2 separate regions of the Mus musculus genome follow, and region 2 is linked to region 1. A link is a contact called in public promoter capture Hi-C data. All regions are on one chromosome and are shown on one strand. The core of a region is the stretch at or near the end of the contact, and the rest is flanking DNA. Distances in the headings are between cores, read along the strand shown. Region 1 holds the start of C6 (complement component 6). Region 2 holds the start of C7 (complement component 7).

Evidence for each region. Capture Hi-C pulls out chosen DNA fragments and counts their contacts.
Region 2: a promoter capture Hi-C map of pancreatic islet shows a contact between it and region 1. The contact joins the promoter of C7 here to the promoter of C6 in region 1. A contact is called at or near these places in 9 of 39 promoter capture datasets (the 3T3-L1 cell line, cranial neural crest, embryonic stem cells and 4 more), 1 of 484 Hi-C or Micro-C datasets (uterus) and 2 of 9 other capture datasets (adipose tissue and pancreatic islet).

Annotation. Positions count from the first base shown.
Region 1 is chr15:4,723,763-4,728,602 of GRCm38.p6, reverse strand. It overlaps C6 (complement component 6), which reads right to left and starts at 1,393. Exons shown (of 16, transcript NM_016704.2): 1 at 1,286-1,393.
Region 2 is chr15:5,061,371-5,066,945 of GRCm38.p6, reverse strand. It overlaps C7 (complement component 7), which reads left to right and starts at 3,173. Exons shown (of 18, transcript NM_001243837.1): 1 at 3,173-3,289. The coding sequence starts at 3,284.

The DNA of each region.
Region 1 (4,840 bases), core at 144-2,643:
TGTTTGAAATCAGAGGTGGATTGTCTTCACAATTATCATCAACATTTTTAGGACAGAGCTTGCATAAAATATTCTGATCTATTATTTGATCATACATCTGCTAGGAGAAATTTGGACACGAATATAAAAAAGATGGTGACTCTGAACTTATTTGATGATGCTAGTTACAAAACTGGCTGTCAACTTCTCCTTTTATAACAGCTTTGTTTTGATGAAAAGTTATTGGGTTTGCATGTCAATTAGTGCCACGGCATCTGACTGCTTGTCTTGCATGTATGTACAAGGTCCTGAGTGTGTTTCCTGGGTACTATGATAAATAAATTAGGGGAAAAAAGGGTGATTTTATTGTTGTTTTTAAAAGAGGAATTCTCATACAAACAAAGAAAAGTGTCTCTTTAATTTAATGTTATCATCATTCAACATATATTACCATATAGTTCCTTGTTTGCTGATTCTCAATTTCTTTAAACACTTTAAGGGTAGCTAATAGTCAATGTAAATATTTGACTCACTGGCACATATTTTTTAATGGAAATATCAATTAACAAATGTTCGGTAGGATTGATTGGAGAGAGAGAGAGAGAGAGAGAGAGAGAGAGAGAGAGAGAGAGAGAGAGAGAGAATTATTGAGAATAGTTGAGAAACAACTTCTAATCTGGGCTCACAGTAGAAGGACAGCTGTTTTTGCAGTTTTCTGGTAATTGCTCTACCCTCTTGACCTCTCCAGAAGTCAACAGTCTCACTGAACCATTAAAGATGGCTTTGTGACCATTAGAGAATCCTGGTTAAGAAGGAAGTTCACAGTTTCCCATCACCTTTAGGAACACATTACTCTCATAAACAACATATCTGCAGGGCAGTTCAGTGCACCTGGCCTGACAGATCTCAGCAGATGCTACAGTTTATCTTTCCTTTTTCATCTGTTTGCAGACTTCTTGAACCTCTTATAGCTCACATTTTATCTTATGGGTGTCCCAGAGGCTCTAAAAAGGATACTTACCACTGCTAATTGTAGGCTGGGAGTCCAGACACATAGCTAACCTTGGCTGAAGCATGTGTCTGCTCTTCCTTTTACTGCGGTTTAACTACAAGAGGTTCAAAGTCTATGAACCTTTGGTTATTTTGAGATTTAAGCAAAGTAGATATTTCTTAATTCAAAAGAAAGACAAAAAAACACTGATAGTCTGAGAAGTATACTTTCTCTCTTGACACGGGGAGTCTCTTGGAAACATGATCTACAATTTTGAAGTATTAAAATTGAAATAGAAATCATTAGATCACTTACCTTCAAATCGACCTAGTTGTGCTCAGGAACCTGAATGGATGTAGAAACCAAAGACACGCACGCTAAGCAGGGGTTTGTGTGAGCATCCAAAGCGTCCTTCATACTACTGGGAAACACAAGTACAGTCCCAAAACCCTAACGGTGACCTAAACTGTTGACAGAATAAATATTGTGTCGAAACTCCGACTTTTGAAATAATTAGCTTAGATAAGCAGAAATCCCGAAATTCTAAGTATAGCAGTTTCTATGGTCTTGAGTTATTTGCAGTGATTTCCACATTGAGAGTTGTTGCAATAGCTCTTGTGGCTGCAGAGAAGTCTTTAGAAAGTAGGTGTGGTTCCACTTGTCCTGTGGAGTGAGAGGTAATTCTAGAGATAAGGATAAAAACCTGTGCATAGGTCTTCTTCTAAGTGTACAATAAATTTATTTGGACACTAGCTACTGAGGAACCAATGTACTAAGAAATTAACTTTCTTCGGGGTTTTGGCAATCATGGGGCTTCCAAGGTATTGACAGGGGCCTGAGAACCAAGATCACATAAAATGCCCTATATTTTTATAATATGTAAAATTGCTGGCAATTGATTAGTGAGAAAACTTGTGAGTGTAACAGAACAGAATGGAAGCAAAGGAAATTAAGAATTAAAATGAAACCGTTATTCTTTTTTTCAGGAGCGTTTGTATTCAGTTAGGAACCATTTTTTTTCTCTCCTAGTGACAATAGATTCAAAACCAAGTGATTCTGCCAAGAAAATCCCAAGTCAAAGGCAACCAACTGTGGAAAACCTGAGTCTGTCTACTAGGTCTTCCACATGTCCTGTATCCACACGCCACCTGACCATTCTTGCAGACAAATACTGCAGGTTCTCATTAGGAAAATGCTAATCAGTCTCAAATGCAGTAAATGTACTTTGTTAGTCAGTATGGGAGTAGACTAAGAGGAGTGACAAGTTGCACTGTTTGGCTTAGGAAACGATAGATGAAAACTCTTACACACAGAAGAAATAGGAATGTGTTGGGCTATCATGGTCTTCTCCTTTTTTGTGTTACTTTAAAAATGACTAGAAATTGAGTTTAAATCGATTGTGTTTAATGTCCCCACCTCCTGCTCACACAATCTTCTCTAAGTGATTGACACTATCAGCCTGTGTGCCATTTCCTTTTTTATTAGATATTTTCTTCATTTACATTTCAAATGCTATTCCAAAAGTCCCCTATACCCTCCCCCCCCCACTCCCCTACCCACCCACTCCCACTTCTTGGCCCTGGCATTCCCCTGTACTGAGGCATATAAAGTTTGCAATACTAAGGGGTCTCTCTTCCCAATGATGGCCAATGAGGCCATCTTCTGCTACATATGCAGCTAGAGACACGAGCTCTGGGGGTACTGATTAGTTCATAGTGTTGTTTCACCTATAGGGTTGCAGACCCCTTCAGCTCCTTGGGTGCTTTCTCTAGCTCCTCCATTGGGGACCCTGTGTTCCATCCTATAGACGACTGTGAGCATCCACTCTGAATTTGCCAGGAACTGGCATAGCCTCACAAGAGACAGCTATATCAGGGTATTCTTTCAGCAGAATCTTGCTGGCATATGCAATAGTTTCTGCATTTGGTGGCTGATTATGGGATGGACCCCCGGGTGGGGCAGTCTCTAGATGGTCCATCCTTTCATATTAGTTCCAAACTTTGTCTCTGTAACTCCTTCCTTGGGTATTTTGTTACCTACTCTAGGGAGGAATGAAGTATTTCCTTCTTCTTGATTTTTTTGTGTGAATTTGCAAATTGTATCTTGGGTATTCTAAGTTTCTGGGCTAATATCCACTTATCAGTGAGTGCAATAGCCTCCACTGTTTACATTACCAACTGTAGCATCCTCTCCTTGATCCACTGTGTTTCCTGGACCTGGCACAAAGCCGGCATTTTACTGGATACTTGAGAAGCTAGAATGTATTGTGTATCTATTATTTTAAACATTTTTATCAATTCTTTGAGAATTTCATATATTTTGAAAAACTTCACCTCCTCTCCAACTCCTTCCTTGAGCTCCCTCCCATTCTTTCCCATACAACTTTGATATTCCTTCCTTCCTTCGTTTGTTTGTTTAATCAGCTAGTCTTCAAGCCTTGGCATGTGGTTGATCTACCATGTATGATATCATTAAAGACAACTGGTTTTCCTTCTTCCAGAGCCTATAAAATGTCAAAAGCTGCTTGGCTTGTGATGTATGTCCACCTTCCACACTTTTTGCCTGGATTTTATCTGGCTGGAGCTTGCACAGGTTTGCATGTGCTTTCACAATCACCATGAGTCTATATTGGCAAACTGCCCTGCTGTGTCTGTTTTCTTGATGGTTTCCACTACCTCTAGTTCTTGCCTTGTTTCTTCCCTTTCTTCCAAGAAGATCTCTGAGCCATGTGAGGATGAGTGGGATATAGATGTCCCAGAAAGGGCTGAGCACTTCACAGCCTTTTCTTCTCTGTACATTGATCAGTTGAAGATCTTTGTTTATTCTAAAATACCTCAAGAAGAAACTTCTCAGATGAGAGCTGAAAGATGTTTGGATCTATGGCTATTGCAATAAGTCATTAGGAGTCATTTTAATTCAATATTCACATAGCAGAATAACACTAGTCATTTCTCACATAGAGAACATGATCTATCTGGTTATAGTTCTTGGTCTTTTCAATGGTACTAGGTCGGGTCTTATGGAATGAGCCTTAGATACAAACAGAAAGTGGTTACTCTTATAGTATTCATGGCATTACTTTATTATAAGCATACCTTATCAGGCTAATGTATTTCTTTTTGATGGACCATTTCTTTTTTTTTTTAATTTTTTTATTAGGTATTTTTCTCATTTACATTTCCAATGCTATCCCAAAAGTCCCCAATACCCTCCCCACCACTCCCCTACCACCCATTCCCACTTCTTGGCCCTGGCGTTCCCCTGTACTGAGGCATATAAAGTTTGTACGACCAATGGGCCTCTCTTTCCAGTGATGGCCAATTAGGCCATCTTCTGATACATATGCAGCTAGAGACATGAGCTCCAGGGAGTATTGGTTAGTTCATATTTTTGTTCCAACTATAGGGTTGCAGACCCCTTTAGCTCCTTGGGTCCTTTCTCTAGCTCCTCCATTGGGGGCCCTGTGATCCATCCAATAGCTGACTGTGAGCATCCACTTATGTGTTTGCTAGGCTCCGGCATAGTCTCACAAGAGACAGCTATATCAGGGTCCTTTCAGCAAAATCTTGCTAGTGTATGCAATGGTGTCAGCGTTTGGAGGCTGATTATGGGATGGATCCCCGGATATGGCAGTCTCTAAATGGTCCATCCTTTTGTCTCAGGTCCAAACTTTGTCTCTGTAACTCCTTCCATCGGTGTTTTGTTCCCAGTTGTAAGAAGGGGCAAAGTGTCCACACTTTGGTCTTCATTCTTCTTGAGTTTCATGTATTTCACAAAATGTATCTTATATCTTGGGTATTCTAAGTTTCTGGGCTAATATCCACTTATCAGTGAGTACATATCATGTGAGTTCTTTTGTGATTGGGTTAC
Region 2 (5,575 bases), core at 1,924-4,423, 340 kb before region 1:
CTAATACAGAAGTGGATGTTCACAGTCATCCATTGGACCGAGCATAGGGTCCCCAATGAAGGAGCTAGAGAAAGAACCCAAGGAGCTGAAGGGGGTTGTAGCCCCAGAGCAGGAACAACAATATGAACTAACCAGTACCCCCAGAGCTCCCTGGGACTAAACCACCAACCAAAGAAAACACATGGTAGGGCTTATGGCTCTAGCTGCACATGTAGCAGAGGATGGCCTAGTCGGCCATCAATGGGAGGAGAGGCCTTTGGTCTTGCGAAGATTCTATGCCCCAGTATAGGGGATGCCAGGGCCGGGAAGAGGGAGTGGGTGGGTTGGGGAAAAGGGGCAGGGAATAGGGAGGTTTCGGAGGGGAAACTAGGAAAGGGGATAACATTTGAAATGTAAATAAAGAAAATATCTAATAAAAATAAATTAAAAATCATTGTTAATTAAAAAAATATCAATTGCCAGAAGATTTCACGATTCCAGCTGTGTTTTTTTTTTTCACACCGATGGTTCCACTTACATAAGTGGGGTGACCTTGGTCTTCCTGAAGGCACCCCTACTTGCAGGAATATGCTGGGTGCTTTCCCTGAGCACCAATGTGGCTCTTCAGGGTTACTTCTTCCTCCTTGAATCACCATTTTCTTCCTCATTAGCTTGCTGTCAATTCCTTCATTTCTCGGAGTCAGACTTGAAATCCTGCTTAATTGTTATGAATGAAAGAAAACTAAATTCAAGACTTCAAAGCCCTAGCCAAAAAGTTTATTCAAGGTCCATGACTCACGCGGCTTGCTAGTTAGGAGGGCTTTTTGGGCTTAGAACAAAGAACAAAGGCTGTAAAGTCATCCCAGGAACCAACTAGCCATAAAGATAGGGAAGACATACAAGAATGTCTGGACTGGCCCGGCGCCTCCCTATCTCCCGTCCTTCTGACCTAAGTTAAATGTTAACCAGATGCTCTGCTGTTACCTTGATCTGCATGCATGTACAGTCTGCTGATGTTTAAATGGACCAATCATGTGAAACCACGCCAATTCCTCAAATCCCTAGCTTTCAAGTCTCGTGGTCAAATCCACTGTCTCCTGCGTGAGATATGTTTCGACCCAGAGCTCCGCCATTAAACTGCCTCGTGTATTTACATCAAGACGGTCCTTTTCGTGATTTTTGGGTGCACGCCGAATCGGGAACAGAGTGGGGGTTTCCCCACTAGGTTCTTTCAGCTATGTTATGAGAATCTTTTTAGACTTTCTGTCTGTCTTTTAAAGGCTTTTTTTTTTAAACTGAAAAATCCCACGTTATGCTTCCAGTTCCTCTCCTGTACGTACACATGACCCCCATTTGACTCATCCTGATTCACAGTTTCCATTCTTCCTTAAGTGCTTTCCAGACACTGGTTCCCAACTGACCCTTTGGAAAGGTCCACAAAGCTTATGCCAGCAGCCAAACTGCCAGCAGTACAGACCGAATCTATATTGAAAGCTCTTATCCTAATGGTTTCCCCATTGGCAATTCAAACAGATAAACACCCATGTGACATTGTAGCATTAAAGGTCAATCAAGGGAAAGTTATTTCCTTCTGGTCCAGAGAATGGACTCTATGGCCCCGGGTGGAGACAGTCCAGTTGGGCTGATTAGTCACCTGGCTTAGATTCACCTAACACCAGGCTTTTAAGCTGGGAGGAATATTTATCCCTTCAATGAGATAATGAGCTTTTCCTTCTGAGAATTCTACCTTCTGTGTATCTGCTAAAGTCATGGTTCTGTTAGGTGTGTCTGCCCTTCTGAGTCCTAACTCAGAAAGGTAACATTTCCCTTTTCTTCTCTTCTGTCTCAGCTGCTGCTAGAGATTAAGATACGTCCTGCTCCCTCTGGGACCATAACAAAGGAAGCATTTAGTTCTACATCACGCCCTGAGACTATGGTGACACAGTCTGCTTCTTTATGAGTCTGCTTCTTTAAAAAGTTGAATCAGAGCTGGAGGAGTGGCTCAGCAGTTAAGAACACTTGCTGCTCCTGCAGAGGATCCAGGTTCAGTTCCCAGAATCCACGTGGTGACTTAAAACTATGTATAACTCTGGTTCCAGGGGACCTAAGGCCCTCCTTTGGCCTCTGAGGACCCCAGGCACACAGAGGGATGGTAGCCATCCATCCATGCCTGCAAACACTCATGTACATGAAATAAAATAACTTAGAACAAAGAAAACTGAAAACTGGCCATAATGATGTCTCAGTGGGCAAAGGTGCTTGTGACCAAGCCTGAAAACTGGAGTTTGATTCTCAGAACTCACATGGTGGAAGCGGGGAACAGATTCCTTTGACTTCACATGCAGGCTGTAGCCCCCAAACACTTTTTGCGATTAATCTGTGAAAGTCAAAGAAAAAAAAATGTTATTCTCCATTTGTTTCCAGGAAAAAAAAAATCCATTCTCAAACATAGAATTTACTTTTCACAGATGGAGCTACATCCAGATCTACTACAGCTTAAACCTATCCTCCAAAATTTAGTACCCATCGTACATTAGTGGTTATTTTGAGGAAGGGCTTCTAAGCAATAGATGAAGTCATGAGAATGGGGCTCCTATTTTTAGCACTAGTGGTTTTTAAATGACCAAAGAGAGACTTTTGCTACCACACTTATGATGTCTCTCCAAGTGATACCTTGTGTCAGGATGCTTAAAGACAAACTCTCATAGATATTATGTGGATACTGGTTCCATGCTCTTGTATTTCCTCGTTTTCAGAATTATGAGACAAATACAATTTTATATTTTAAAGATCTGAGTCTCAAGTACTTTGTTATTAAAACAGAAAATGGATCAAGAACTCTCCTTTCACAAAGCAATCTCAAAATCTGCTTTATAATATCTGTTAAGAGAATCATGAGAACATGCACTCAGTTTAGTAGATTAAAGTAGTAAAAAGGTTTTGCCCTTATGTTACAGTCTCCTTTGGTTGGAAATCACTTAAATGATGAACTGAAGACATTTACTGTCTTTCCTAATTAACAGATATACTTCCCAGAAACATATCTGTGATTTCCAAATGGTCCCAGCTGGTTGCAGCAAAGGTCTGTGTAACTGATAAAATGCATCTGGCATCAAGGCACAGGTCAAGTACAGAGGCAGGCTCTCTGTGTCCCTGGAGAGTCTGGTGAAGACTCAGCACAGCTGGCTTTATAAGTGAGCAGAAAAAGAATTCAGAGCAGGACAGACTGTGGGGGAGACAAGAGCCTGCCTGTCTTTACAGATGAAATTTTCTTGTTCTCTTCTGTACTGAGTGTTTCCCAAGCATGCAGGTAAGATAATAATGTATGGCTTATATAGTTGAAGGCACCTCAAAGGGGAAGGTCACACTTATCTGAAAGAAATCAAAGAAGAGCAAGATGTGGAAAACGTGGAGGTAAAAGGTCTATGAGTGACTTGAAAAATAATCCTTATATAAGTAAAATTTTAATAGTTCAGCCAAAGTGAATGGGTCTTTCTTGCTTTGCAGTTATAGTCTGAGAGAGTTGGGACAAGGGAACTGAAGATAGTGTTTATGGAAATCCCAAGAAAGCAATACAGGAACACAATGGCACCCTTGTTACTTCTACGGCATAAGTTGTATCCAGTTTGATCATTTATTAATTCTCATTTTGGGCCATGCAGCAAGGTCCTGCTTAGATTATAGAAGAGCTTTATAGAAAGTGGAATCTGTAGCTTTGGAAAGTTAGAATTTAAAATCTTGAGTAAAAGGGTCAGGGCTGTGAGGGCAGAAATGTAAGAACAGGAGTGCAGCTATGGGCTTATCAACATAGATGTTAAACCATCACAAAATAATTGAATTATATATTTTTAAAAGTTACTATGCAATGAACAACCAAAGGCAGAAATCATTGTTACAGGATGAAATTTTAAGATGGAAAACCAAGCTGGAATTGCTATTATTATTTGTGTGTTCATAGGTATGTGTGCATGCCAGATGGTATCCTCCTCCATTGCTGGCCTTCTTTTCTTTTTTTTCCTTTTTTTTTTCCCTTTTCTTTTTGAGATCAGGTTTCTTACTGAAGCTTGCACTCGCCTGCATGACTAGTCTTGCTATACCCTCCTGTCTCTGCATCTCCAGTACTGGGATCATAGGTATATACTGCTGCGCTTGGCTTTTTATGTGGATGCTTGTGTGTATGTGCAGGGTTTGGAGGCAGTTTCTACAAGCACCACAGCCATTAGAGTATCAAACCATGGGAGGCAAGAAGGAAATTTGGTTTAATATAACTCAGTTAACTGCTGTTGGTTTGAAAAACTTTGAAAGTCTGACACCGGGTAGTTTATTTTAGGCATATTTAAGCACAGCACAATATGGAAAAAGTATCCTGATGCTAACCCAGTCCCACGTACTCAAGACATGATTACATATATTTTGGTCAAGTCCAAGTGGCATCTTCCATAAAGATAGGCTCTATGTATTTACTAAGGAAGCAGGCTCAAGTTGGCTCAAGGTAAACTAACTTGGGATAAGTCTCTTGGGGCAGGATAGTGCTGTAGATTGACTGAGATAAAGAGGCTCAAGATTAAGGGTCAGAAGGAGCTAGTTCCACCTGGCCATCCAGATAGAGCAGAGGTCACCAGGTTAATAAATATTAACTACATTCATCCCCAGCCTTCTGAGCAGGTTATACACCTCTCTCTCTCTCTCTCTCTCTCTCTCTCTCTCTCTCTCTCTGGAGAGACAACCATGTGTTTTAATGTTTTAATATTCCTGGTTTTCCAAGTGCTTATCTGTGAGCACAAGGATCTGCATGCCTCTTACAGATGCTGGGGACCAAACTCAGATCCTTACGTGTGCACAGCAGGTGCCTTACCAAATGAGCCAGATTTGATATTTAAAAACAAACATGCTGCATTAGCAAACTGGGCAATGTGGATTGCCCCACAGTTAATGTGCTGCCCACCTGTCCAGAACCCATACTCACTAGTGAAGTTGGAGAAGGACCCAGATGTAGATTTTCAGTAACCTTTGAATGAAGTAGTTAAAAGTTGAATGTAAACTGCCAAGTTGATGCACTGAAGGCTACAATGTTACAGCAACAAAGAAGTCTACAAATTTAGATTTACAGTCTAATTTGAAATTTATCTTAGTGTGCCTTGTAGGTTCACTTGACAATTTAGAATCCTCGTTACTCCAAGAAGGAAGTCACCTTGCTAACCTGTGTTTTCTAATACTTGTATTAGCTGCCAATCAATTTCCTTCCTCATTTTAAGATGACACATCTTAATAATTGTTTTATGTTTAAAATGTGTTTCATGTCATTGATTTATGACATTTTAATGTAACAATAGATTTTCCCCCTTTTAATAGGCTGGTCCGATGCCAACAGATTAAGCAATGGTTCCATTCCAAGATGCACACAGTTTTTGCTTGTCTTTAAAAGCACATGGTGTTTACAGTCTTTAGAGCAAACCTGGAAAACATGCTTTTGTGATATGTTTCCAACAAACAAGGGAGACATGGGGAAGCCTGGAGCTATCAAATAGCAGAAGTGATCTCCATGTCTGGTGTTTTAAGGAGGAATGATCTTTGACTTCCTTCTCCATCCATGTCA